2 separate regions of the Sus scrofa genome follow, and region 1 is linked to region 2. The links are chromatin contacts, called in public Hi-C maps. All regions are on one chromosome and are shown on one strand. The core of a region is the stretch at or near the end of the contact, and the rest is flanking DNA. Distances in the headings are between cores, read along the strand shown.

Region 1 (6,334 bases), core at 1,777-4,276, 110 kb before region 2:
AAAGAATTATTTAAACTTCAGCTTTAAATAATGACTTATCCAGTAGCATTGTCATTATCAAGAATACCAGGAGAGGAATTGCCGTTGTTGCTCCGTGGTTAACGAACCCAACTAGCATCCATGAGGACTGAGGACTCAGATTCGATTCCTGGCTTTGATCAGTGGGTTGAGGATCTGCTGTTGCCATGAGCTGTGGTGTAGGTCGAAGATGCGGCTCGGATCTCTCATTGCTGTGGCTGTGGTGTAGGCCGGCAGTTGCAGCTCCAATTCAACCCCTAGCCTGGGAACTTCCATATACCATGGGTGTGGCCCTAAAAAGACAAAATAAGTAAATAAATAAATAAAAGCAGAGAGCGCTGATGGTAGAGAATACCATGTGTTAGAAGTAACATTAGTTAGTGTGTTTTGCATCTTACCTGTCAGGCTGGCTGCTTTGCCTGCAGTGCTTAATTCTCTTAACTGTTCTCCCTTCCCTCCACCATGAGAAGATTTTAACCTTTAACATATTCGTTGAAATATGACATGTTTATATAAAATGCTAAATTTTCCAAAATCAGAAGTATGTGTTTTGCATAGATACATGACACACACTCTTGGCAATTTCATTAACAGAAGTAGAGAGAATTTGCAATACATGAATAGTGAATAAATATTCTTTAGGTCCTCTTAGAAATATCTTCAGGAGTTCCCTGGTGGCCTAGCAGTTACATATCCAGCACTGTCACTGCTGTGGCTTAGTTTACTGTTGTGGTAAGGGTTTGATCCCTGGCTGGGGAACTTCCCCATGTTGCAGGCGAGGCCAAAAAAGAAAATCTTAAAAATAGCTTATGTTCATGTTTTCTAATTTGTATTTTCTAATGTCCTGAATTCTAAAGTCCTAAATGAGACTTGAGTCCTCGGTTGTGCAAACCCCCCTCAGTGTCATCACACATGAGCCAGTTGCTACTTGAGATTTAACATAGTGCGGGATTCCAAATGTGTGATTATACACCATAAAATAACTCCTGTGCTATCAGTTTATAGAGACTCTCAGTCCTAATATTAGAATTTTAATTAAATGACTAGAGGTTTTAAGTTTACACTCCTTTAGTTCTCTTCGTAGCATATGTTACACCCACCTACAGATTATTAACTTTCCTGCATATATATTATCATCTGGCTTAATAATAAATGTGCACCCAAAGTAAGAGAGGCAAGTGCTAAAATTGTTTTTAACTAAAAATACCATTCGAAGTGCTAAAATGAACCCCTGACCCAGTTCTGTTAGTATCCATTTGGGATAACACTAGTCATTACTTAGGATGGGCATTAGGCTTGCTTCTCTCATCACGTGGCCCTAGAAGTATGGGCTCTATTTATTATGTCACCACCTTGCTCAAATCAGTTCCCCCATTTTCCTGTTTTAGAGGTAAATTTGACAGCTTACAGCATTTCTGTTCAACAACAACAGGAGTTCCCCTTGTGGCGAAACGTCTTGAGAGTGCTGGGATGCAGGTTCGATCCCCAGCCCGGCACAGTGGGTTAAGGATCTGGCATTGCTGCAGCTGTGGCTTAGGTCGCAAGTGCGGTTCCAATCTGATTCCTGGCTCTGGAACTCCATTTGCCACAGGCGGCCAAAAAAAGGAAAAAGAACAACATAGGTGACCTACCTAATACCCTCTGCTTATCAAATGGTTTTGATTTACTCCTCTCTTCTTTGCGTTGCCACCTTAACAGTCTTTCCAGCTACGTATCTTAAAAGATGTGATGGAGAAGTTATCAACTGGTGTTTTTAGGTATGCTAAATGACCAGCTTCATTGTTCTAGTTAATTTTTTTATCCTCGGCAGTTAAAATGGGCATTCCCATTTTTGTTTCAGCTTTCTTAGTATACCTGTCACCTCCATATTTTGCTATTTTGTTTAGATAAATAGCTGCTCTTTAATATTTCTCAAAGCATATCTTATGATACACCAGTAAGTATTCCCTAAGATACAAGTGGTTTGTGAGTTTTCCTTCCTCCCTTCCATACTGTACCTCACCCCTTACTCGCCTTCATCACCTCTCCCAAAGCAACTTGAAATAACCCACAACTTGGCAGGAGGGAAAAGTACTGTTTTGTTATTTGTTTCTTAGTTGGATCTGTTTATCAAAAAAGAGGGAGTGGATTAAATAGCTATTTTCCCCCTTCAAAATTTAACCACTTAAAAATTTAACAATGGAAATATTAATAGACAAGTTTATTTAAAGTAATAGAGTGGAACTATAGCAGTTGTCAACTACCATTCTATGTACTCTACTCATCCTTAACTAGACCTGACATTTCTAATAATTTCATTCTTCCTCAGACCTCAATTGGATGAACCTATTCCACTATACGAGGCAAAAGTTACCATGGAAGTTGTTCAGAAAAATCAACGAAGAAAGAAGCAAGTTGTTCAATTTTAATTTTGTTCTTTCTCAGACCTCAGTTGGATGAGCCTATTCCAGTATTTGAAGCCTGAGTTGCCTTGGAAATTGGGAAAAGTTAAGGAAGATAAAAGCAAGTTTTTACATTTTTTAAGCATATTTCCTGCTGAGACAAGATGCTCAGGGTTATTTGAAGTATTTGAGAAGTACTTGAAAAAATACTCAAGACAATTCTAAAATTAGCATCTAAAGGGAATATTCTAAAAGGCTTTTTAGTTATTGTTTCTATATATTTGCCTCTTCTAAAATTCTTTCCATGATGAAAACTGCTTTAAGCAGAAGCCATGCTACTATCTATAAAGCTGTTGGAATCTCCTGCTGTATCAAAATAACATTACTTTTGTATTACACTCTCTTCTCAATACCTTCCTTCTTTAACAAGCCTTTGCTGTCCTAACCTAATCATTTGAATATATCTTCAAGCCTGAAAGGATCTAGCCCATAGCAACTTAATTTTTTTTTTCAAATATTCATTCACTCCAGGGTTTCCTCAGGATCCATCAGGACCATCACAATAACTCGCCTGCGGCTACTGCAGTGTTTGCGTGGAAGGCTGCAGTGGCGATGCTTGGGAAGGGGGCCGGGAGGCTACGCTTGCACAGCCAGCGTGCTGATTTCCTATCCGGGTTCTCCGTTTTGGGGGGTTGGGGGAGGAGGCCCAGGCCACTCTTTCCAGCTCTGGACCTGAACACTGCACTTCCGAAAGCTTATCGAGGCGAGCTCAAGTGTGACGTTTCCTTTTCATCCTGGCGCCCTGCCCGGGGCTCATCACACCCTGCTTCGGATTTAAATAGTGCTCGGCTATTCCGGTGCCTTGGACCGCGCGCTTCCCAGCCACTTAGCACCCGGCGACCCGACTGCATCCTCGGAGCAGGAAGGAGCGCCAAGGCGGCGTCCCGGGAAGCGCTGGGCACTGGAGCACCCGAAGCCCCGGAGGCGCAAGCCGGGGGCGGGGCCTCGTGAGCGCCTGACGGCGCACGCGCCGCGAGGAGCCTCGGGGGCGGGGCCGCGTAGTGGGGCGGGGCTGGCGCGCGCGGGAAGCGCCTACCGGGCTGCGGGTTCCCCTTCCTCGGCCTTCGCCGCGCGTCATGGCTCTGTCAGTTCCCGGCTACTCGCCCAGTTTCAAAAGGCCGCCCGAGACCTTGCGGCTCCGACGGAAAAGGGGCCGGAGCCTTGGAGCTGCTCCCCCGCCCAAGGAGCGGCCTGAGCAGACGACCCGCCGCGCGGCCCTGGCGGCCGGGCTGCCTCTCCGCCCCTTCCCGGCGGCGGCGAGCAGAGGCGGCGGCGCCCCGGCCGCGGCCCGAAGAAACCCCTTCGCTCGACTGGACAACCGGCCGCGGGCCGCCTCCGAGCCTCCCGACGGGCCGCCCCGCAGCCAGCAGGAGGCACCGGGCCCGGTGAGTGTCTTCGTGCCTGGGGGCCGAGGGGCTCTTGTACTTTGTGGGTCGACTCGGCTGTGAGGTAGGGGTGGCGAGTTCTCGCGTTCCAGGAGGGAAATGGGCGCCAAGTGCCAGCCGCCCGCCGCCCAGGGAGCCCTAAACTTGGGAGGCGGCTGCTCTGCCAGGTCCGGGGGGCGTGAAGTGCGCTCCGCCAGCCGCCGCGGGACGTGCGGCGCCCGCGGGTCCTGAGGAGAGGACCCCATTCCCTCGGTCCAGTCCGGAGCCCGGCCCGGGGAGTTTGGGCTGCAACCGTCCCGTCGGGGGTTAGAGACCGGGGGAGAGAGCGCGGAACAATCCTAGAACAACTCCGGGAGGGCCGCTGTGTGCTGGGAAGGTTACGAGACGCTCTTCCCAGCGTGATTCTGGGCTTCCCTTTTCACGTGCTCAAAATGATCCTGCAGTTGAAGGAATACTGAGGATTCATGGAGTCAGAATTTACTGGTATTTGTCTTAGCCCAAAACCTTTTGGATCTTTTGAATTGAGATGATTGATTATTGCGTTATGAGTTGTGCAAATTACCTGCCTTTCCCCCGCTTCCGTCTTGAGAGTAAAGTTCAGACACAAATTTGAAGTGAAATACTGATACACTGATTTGGGTGCATGTGAATTCCTGCCCTCGGATTTATTGAGAAACTTGAAGGCCAGGTGAGGCTCTACGTGTTTAAAGCAAACTACAGCGTCATTTATGATTGAAAAGGACCATCTTTTTAATTTCAGCGTTTAGATTCTAATCAAGAAAATGATTTGCTATGGGAAGAAAAGTTTTCTGAAAGACGAGCCATTAGTGAATTTCTCCAGGTAATACTTTTTAAATGTCCTCAGAGTGTATATTCTTATAATATCAATCCATACTTCTCAGAAGCATTTTACTTGAAAAATGGCTGCACAGAGAGTGATCATCTCCACCAGGACTGAAATGATGGTAAAGGACTCAAGGCTTTGTGTGTGGTAGTTTTCTTTATAACAGCGCCAGTGCTAAACTAGGCATAAATGTGCGTTTTCCTTTCACCCCTGTAGTTTTCTAACTCTTCTGTAGGTAGTTAAGAAGTCTAGCTCATCACTCAGAGCTAACCTCTCCAGGCTTCGCTGCTTTTTTAACTTTTAATCCTTCACTGAATCTTCAGACCAAATCCCCAGATTAGCAACACAGTTGTGGCATATCACTGAACCTCGATACCACCACCACGCACACAAAACACTCTTTGCTTGCTTTCTTTTTTTTTTTTCTTTTTTTTTTCCTAATTTAGGACCACACCGGTGGCACATGGAGGTTCCCAGGTTAGGGGTGGAATTGGAGCTGCAGCTGCTGGCCTATACCACAGCCCCAGCCAGCCGGGTCCAAACTTCATCTTCCACCTACACCACAGCCCATGGCAATGCTGGATCCTTAACCCCCTTGAGCTGGGCCAGGGATCAAACAGGCATCCTCATGGATCATAGTTGGATTCGTTAATGGCTGAGCCACAAAGGGAACTCCCAAAACACTCTTCTTGATTCCGTTCCTCAGCTACTTTCGTGATACTTTAACAAATACATAGTTTGTCCTAATGGGAGCAGACAAGAAGAGTTCCCCAAGACCCAGTCTCCTTTCCTTGCAAATAAATGGTCTTCACAGGGTCTCTTGGAAATTGCCTCCTCTTCCTTATTATTTTTTTTAATAATGTCATCTAAGAGAATCACTGTAATGTGGAGAATACTGATTTGACAGCAAAACAGTTGGGGAGGAATATTTGAGGTTGGGAAATGTATCTTAAATATGGCCTCCTGGAACCCAACCTAAGTTACCTGCAAGAGCAGCTTTGCCCTGGTTCCAGAGTTTTAGAAGCTTAAAGGATGCTTTTTAAAAAATACTTGGAGGAGTTCCCGATGTGGTGCATTGGGTTAAGAATCCAACTACAGCGGCTCGAGCAGCTGCAGAGGCGCAGGTTTGATCCCTAGCCCAGGAACCTCCACATGCCGAGGGTGCAGCCCCAAAGATTTAAAAAATTAAGAAAAAATACTTGGAAGATTTCTGCTTTGATAATACTATTTTATAGTGGATTTTTTTTAAAAATGATGATTATGAAAATAGTACTTGTCTCTTGTAACTAAACTATATAGAACTATAATAAACTAAAAAATGAAAACTGTGCATCCAGTACCACCCCCCAACAACAACAAAAAAAATCCCATTTTCCAGAGGTAAGCAGTGTTAAAGGTTTATTGTTTCCATACCTCTTCACAGTGTGAGTGTATTTTCAATGTTATTTATTGTATAATACATAACATTTTGAAGTTTCACGGATTGTATTTTAGTTGATGAATTTTATAGATGGGAGGGCTTCTTTCTTGGTACCCTTTTTCTAAGTTTTGTTTTCTTTGTTTTCTGAAAGATTCCTCATGTATCATTCTCCGAATCTGATATTCCATCCTCAGAAAGTACTGAGTTACCTGTGGACTGGAGTATT
Region 2 (6,939 bases), core at 2,115-4,614:
TGCCCATTTTGTTTCCTTCTTTTTGGCCTTGCCTGAGGCACGCAGAAGTTCTCAGGCCAGGAATAGAATCCATGCCACAGCTATGACAATGCTATGTCTTAAGCTGCTGAGCCACCAGGGAACTCCATCAAATGCCCATATTTTTGAAAGCATAGATATATACATGTTTGACTCTATTTGTGAAGTAGAGGCTTATAGAATGATAGAGAAATCAGCTGCATTAGGGTAAGTCCCCACTCACATCTGGAAAGGCAACTCAAAGCATGTGCATCCTAATGGTAGGTCAGTAGAAACATCTTTCTTCATACATGGAGGTAAGAATTTGCTCACAGAGGAGTTCCCATCGTGGCTCAGTGGTTAACAAATCCGACTAGGAACCATGAAGTTGTGGGTTTGATCCCTGGCCTTGCTCAGTGGGTTAAGGATCTGGCATTGCCGTGAGCTGTGGTGTAGGTTGCAGACGTGGCTTGGATCCCGCGTTGCTGTGGCTGTGGTGTAGGCCAGCGGCTACAGCTCCCATTGGACCCCTAGCCTGGGAACTTCCATATGCCGCAGGAGCAGCCCAAGAAATGGCAAAAAGACAAAAATAAATAAATAAAATTAAATTAAAAAAAATAAAAAATATAAAAAAAAGAATTTGGAGTTCCCGTCGTGGCGCAGTGGTTAACGAATCCGACTAGGAACCATGAGGTCGCGGGTTCGATCCCTGGCCTTGCTCAGTGGGTTAACGATCCGGCGTTGCCGTGAGCTGTGGTGTAGGTTGCAGACGCGGCTCGGATCCCGTGTTGCTGTGGCTCTGGCGTAGGCCGGTGGCTGCAGCTCCGATTCAACCCCTAGCCTGGGAACCTCCATATGCCGCGGGAGCGGCCCAAGAAATAGCAACAACAACAACAACAACAACAACAACAACAACAACAAAAAAAAAAAAGAATTTGCTCACAGATATTCTTCTGCAATAAAGTTTCAAAGTCTTGGAGAATCTTAAAATACTTAATACTTTAAACAGTGATTAGATTTGAGACTATGGATTTCTACTCGTCTTCCAGTATCTGTTCTTCCTTCCTTTTTCAGTATTGAAACCCTATTTTCCAGACTTCCTTGAGTTTAGTGTAGCCCAGTGACTAAGTCTTTGCCAGCAGAATGAAAGCAGAAATGATATAATGCAAACTTTGGGAAAAGTTCTCTCCCTCCTTTTTTTTTTTTTTTTTTTTTTTTTTTTTTGCTTTTCAGGTCTGCACCCAGGGCATATAGAGGTTCCTAGGATAGGGGTCAAATCAGAGCTGTAGCTGCAGGCCTACACCATAGCCACAGCAACACGGGATCTGAGCTGCCTCTATGACCTATACCACAGCTTACATCAACGATGGATCCTTAACCCACTGATTGAGATGCCAGGGATTTAATCTGCATCCTCAAGGATACTAGTTGGATTCGTTTCCACTGTGTCACAACAGGAACTCCCGGGAAAAGTTCTTAGAGAGGGTATTCCCTTTGTCCTCTCATCTGCTGGTTGGAATGCAGGCATAATGGCTAGAGCTCCAGCAGCTCCCTTGGACCAGGAGGTAACACTGGGTACAGAGGCTATCTTCCAAATGCATAAATAAATACATGTGTGACTCTCTTAGCTGCAACAAGGAGGCTGGATCTGTCCCTGCGAAGTGACACTGGACAGCTCCAGACTAACTTTGGACTTATACACATGAGGGAGATACCAGTGGCTTTCTGTTTAAGCCACTGTTATTTTGTAGTTGTTTCCCCCTGCTTCTTGCAGCCAACCTCATTCTAATATAACACTCAAAAAAGAAGTAATATTTTATTTATTTATTTATATTTTTCTTTTTACAGTTGCACCTGCAGCATATGGAAGTTCCAGGGCTAGGGGTCAAATTGGAGCTGCAGCTGTGGCATGGCTGGATCCCTAACCCACCACGCGAGGCCAGGGATTGAACCCACATCCTCACAGACACTATGTTGGGTTCTTAACCTGCTGAGCCACAATGGGAACTGCCCCCAAAAAGTAAGATTTTAAAAAGTCAACTTTTATAGATCAGTAATCTAACTAGTTTTAAGGTTGCAAATGTTTCAAAAGTAATTTATTTAACAAATAATTACTGAGCATCTAGATCCTAGCATATGTGTCAGGATGATGGGTAATATAACTACAAATGTATTATTTGCCAAATGACAGAATATAAAAGATAGAAAAATAACATCCATGAAAATGAGAACTGAGAGATAGTGGAAAAATAAAAAGCAGAGGTTGTTTCTCTTACATGTATAAGATTTATAGGAGTAACAGGAATATAAGAGAGTGGCATTTTGTGACAACTTGGAACACAAAACCTTTTATTTCATTATATTTCAGGGGAAAACATTTTTAGAATCCCATTGAAAATACCTGGACTTTTACACAATGTCTTTTCCCCAAATAACTAATTACACTTTATATTCTGTAGGAAATTCAGACCAGGCTTTCAAAGGCTATTGAAGTTACACTGAAAATTCAAGATGTATCCTCTTTAAAGGAGACAGTAGGAAGATACTGGACCACGAGAAAGCAAAAATCTGGTAGATAGCCAGGAAAACATAAGAACAGAATTAAGACTAGTTAGTTGTAGGGAATTCCCCGTTGTGGCTCAGCGGGTTAAGAATCCAACTAGTGTCCATGAGGACGCGGGTTTGATCCGCTCAGCGTGTTAAGGATCTGGCTTGGCTGCAAGCTGTGGGTAGGTCACAGATGCAGCTCGGATCTCGTGTTGCTGTGGCTGGGGACCAGGAACATCCATAAGCCATGGGTGCGGCCCTAGTAAGAAAATAGAAAAACCAAAAAAAAAAAAAAAAAAAAAAAAAAAGCAAAAAATAAAAGGCGTAGTTGTACTGTACCGGTAACTTCGGGTTGCTGTACTAGTTGGTAGCCTTGGACCAGAAATCTCACCTTTCTAGGCCTCCATTTCTGAGCGTTAGGGATTGGAAAAGGTCACTTCTAGAGACCCCCCGTTTCTGAGAACCTCCTGGAGTACACGCCCTACCCTGGGCTGCTCTCGGTCAAAGCCGCTTAACCCAGGGGCAAAGACAACCTCCGCTCTCTAGGTCTTGGGCTCCTCCCACACGTGTGATTTCACCGATGCTGCACTTGAAGTCCTTGAGCGGAAACGCAGCACTGATGCCGCCCAGAAAACAACAGAGGGGTCAGGTCAGCGCTGCCGCGAATCACAAGGCGCAGAGTCCAGCCAGCAGCTCCCAGGGGGCCGCAGAACGACCGCCCTCACCCCGCCCCTTGGCTGCCTCGCCCCGCCCCTAGATCCTTGCCCCGCCTCCGGCCGGCCACTTGCTGCACGCCGATTGGTTGCTTCCCTGCGCACGGCGCCGCGCCCCGCCCCACCGGCGCCCTCGCCTCACGCCCGCCGCCCGCTCCCGGCTCCCGGGGGCTGAAGTGGAGCGGAGGACGCGGGCTAGACAGCTGCACGGCAGCTTCCTCCTCTGCGCGCGCGCCTCGCGTTGGCGTGGGCGTGGGGGAAGCCGGGTGAGTGCGGGCAGTCAGTTTCGGGGCGTGCTGGGGGCTAGCGCCCACCGCCTGCTCTTGGAGAGGCGTCCTCAGCCGGCCCGGCCTGCGAGGGACGACAGCGCCCGGCCTTTCCCGTGCGCGGTGCGCGGCGTCGCGGGGCGGAGCGGGTTCGCGGAGCATACGGGCGGCCTGCGGGGCGGGGGCCTCCGCCGCTCCCTGCTCACCAGCCCATGTCTTCTTGGGCGCCCGGGGAGCGCGTTCGGCCGGGGCAGGCAGCTACGCCGCGTTATCTCGCCGTCGACTTGCTTCCCTGGAGGATCTGCACAGGTTTCCATCCCGAACCTGTCAGCTTCACCGCGGTGCCCGGCGCAGGGGAGAGACGTGCGGCCCGCACTCGGCGTCTGGGGGCCTTTCGAGGACTTGCTCACCCCTCCCGTTTGGTCTCAGCCTCTGCTGGCGATGTTGTTAAGTGTTTGGTGGACTTTTCCGACTCGCTCCTTAGGAGAGTAGGGACAGAGGTGGAAAGAGGGAATAGAGGAGGGTCAACATTCTTTCCAGGATTAATCATAAAGTGTTGAGTGTCCTTTTAGATGAGGAGCGTAGCCCAGGTAGCAATGGTAGTTGTGCTGGGGAAGACGCTTGGTTTTTAACCAATAAATTGGCTTCCGAGTTCATCACTGGAAGGTGCTTAATCGGAAAGGTAAATATATAACCTTTTAAAGCCAAAGCAGTAATGAGATTGTCCTCGCTCGCTCCCTGCTGCTAGCGCTGTGCATGCGTGTGTGTGTGTGTGTGTGTGTGTGTGTGTGTGTTGGGGAGAGTCAAGCTCCGATTGGAGTGAATGTGTAACCAGCGTTATACCTCTCAAAGACATTAATTTCTCTTTTCGGAGTGTCCCACCTCTTCGCGCCAACTCTTCACCGACTTGCACTTTATATAAATCCCCTTTCTTAACATTTCCCAAGCCTCCTACTCCCAGGCTTGTCACGCTTCTTTTACATCATCTTCGGTCAGGGTCAGTTGTCTTCTCTTCTGTCATACTGTTCAGACGTAGAACAGACGTTAGGCATTTTTTACCGGTAATAGTGTGGCAGGCCTCCTCGTTCTTAAAATGAAAACAAGACGTTCTCTTGAATAATGATGCGGCAGGAAAAAGCTGGTGTAATGAGAGCCGGGGAAGGATGTCGTGTTTCTCTTCCGGAGACACGCCCTCCCCACCCCCCATCCTTCTCTGCCCGCTAGGATCACAGCAGCCTTAACTGGCTGATTATTTCCGAATTCATTTTCTGGAGTCTAAGGTAAAGAATTTATCTTATTATTTTATCCTTATCGGCTCCTTTTAAGTGATTACAATATATTCAGGTTGTAAACATTTTAAAAATATTACAGAGGAACATCAAGTAAAAAATTCAGAGTGCGCAGAAGAGTATCAAGAAAAAAGTTAGACTTCCTTGATTTTGGACGTTGCATACTTTACATCCTCAATTCCAGTCCCTAGGAGGGGATTGTGCCATAATACTGTTGGGCAACTACTTTAATATAAAGATACATTAGCTTAAAAAAAAATTAAAGATACATTAACTTAGTACATGCTGACCTATCTCATTTTTGGATGTACTGTTTGGATGTACTCTTTAATTTTTTTTTTTTTTTTGGCCATGCCTGCCGCAGGTGGAAGTTACCAGGCCAGGGTTGGAACCTGCACCACAGCTGTGATCTGAGCCACAGCAGTGACAGCCATGGATCCTTAACCTGCTGTGCCACCAGGGAACTCTGGAAATACTCAAATTTTCTCGATCCCTTAATGATGATCATTTTGGTTGTTTCTGGGTTTTCACCATTATGGATGAAAATCCTTTTGGCATTGTAGGATAAGTTTCAGGTAGGTGGTTTAAACAGATAATTGTATTTTAAAGTATAATTTTAGTGCTCTTTTCACTTCTTATAACTGATAGGATTTTATAATTTAATGCCTTATTATTTTGTTCCTTTTTGGCTGCACCTGTGGCATGCAGAAGTTCCCTGGCCAAGGACTGAACCCCAGCCACAGTAGTGACAAAATCGGAAAGGATTTTATCATTTAAAGGCAGTAGCTAATTTGTTTGATTCATATGCATTTTTAGAATCTGTTTGTCTCTTTGCATTTAGAGACTGGATCACAAAATATTTGAGGACCAGGTTAAATAATGGTGGATTTATTCACCTTGTTAGCACTTAGTGGTGTTGACTTTAAGGCTGTATTGACTCATTCGACTGGCCTGGCAGGAATGGGTAGAGAGGGCCTTCAGGAAGAGAAAATATGAAGAGGCATATGTTGTGTAATACCTTCCTGTGGTAACCCCCTTGGATATTCAGCAGTAGCATAAATTCTTGTTCTCTTTTCCAGTAAGTTTCTGTTGTTACAAATGTATCTCAGGTACCCAAAAAACCCGTGAGCAGAACATATATAAATATATACTTTAAGCAATACTCTTGCAGGGATCAGTATTTTATCCATAAGCAAATGAAATCAAATGTTAACATCTTTCTCCTAGAGGTAGCCTGTATCCTGATTTTTTTGCTTTTTAAAAGAAACTTTACAGGAATTCCCTTCGTGGTTTAGTGGTTAACAAACCCGACTAGTATCCATGAGGACATGGGTTCCATCCCTGGGCTTGCTCAGTGGGTTGGGGATCCAGTGTTTCCCTAAGCTGTGGTGTAAGTCTCAGACGAGGCTCGGATCCTGCATTACTGTGGCTGTGGCATAGGCCAGCAGCTATAGCGCCGATTTGACCCCCTAGCCTGGGAACCTCTATGTGCTGTAGGTACGGCCCTAAAATAAAATAAGCTTTCCACCCAAGTACATAAATATACACATATACATATATTTGCATGTAATATTTATATATATCTTAAACAGTATATTTGGTTTTGAGTGAATAGAGTTAAAAATAGAATTCTCATACAAATACTAAGCATATTTCAGAGTTTTATTTTACCGTTATTGAGAGTGCCACAAATAACTGGTTTTTTTGTTTGTTTGTTTGTTTGTTTTTTGATTTACGAAATAGATGTTTATGGAGTTCAGTTGTGGTTCAGCAAGTTCCAAACCCAGCTAGTATCCATGAGGATGTGGGTTCAATCCCTGGCCTCCCTCAGTGGGTTAAGGATCTGGCATTCCTATGAGCTGTGGTCTAGGTTGCAGATGTGGCTATGGTGTGGTGTAGGCTGGCAGCTGCAGCTCTGGTTTGACCCCTAGTCTGGGAATTTCCATATGCCACAGATGTGGCCCTAAAAAGTGGGGAAAAAAGGAAAGAAATAGATATTTCTATATTCCATGGGGAAAGGAATATCTCAACAAAATTGCTGAGTTAGATGTAATTGCTTAATGTTCCAGAGGGCAACAGAATCATACCTTTGGGATTAATCTTTGCTACCAGGTGATAAAATCATAG

The links. A called contact is a pair of places that touch in the nucleus more often than the background predicts.
Region 1: a contact with region 2 is called in a Hi-C map of embryonic fibroblasts, with 2.3 times the contacts expected there. The contact joins the promoter of DONSON here to the promoter of TMEM50B in region 2. A contact is called at or near these places in 19 of 47 Hi-C or Micro-C datasets (alveolar macrophages, blood, embryonic fibroblasts and 9 more) and 2 of 2 datasets of contacts at active chromatin or transcription factors (alveolar macrophages and skeletal muscle).

What each region holds. Positions count from the first base shown.
Region 1 is chr13:197,200,935-197,207,268 of Sscrofa11.1, reverse strand. DONSON (protein downstream neighbor of Son) reads left to right here and starts at 3,026. Exons shown (of 10, transcript XM_013990191.2): 1 at 3,026-3,844; 2 at 4,605-4,685; 3 at 6,260-6,334. The coding sequence starts at 3,536. It overlaps CRYZL1 (crystallin zeta like 1), which reads left to right. Exons shown (of 13, transcript NM_001098596.1): 12 at 1,730-1,775; 13 at 2,327-2,796. The coding sequence ends at 2,426.
Region 2 is chr13:197,089,733-197,096,671 of Sscrofa11.1, reverse strand. It overlaps TMEM50B (transmembrane protein 50B), which reads left to right and starts at 3,364. Exons shown (of 7, transcript XM_021070935.1): 1 at 3,364-3,523.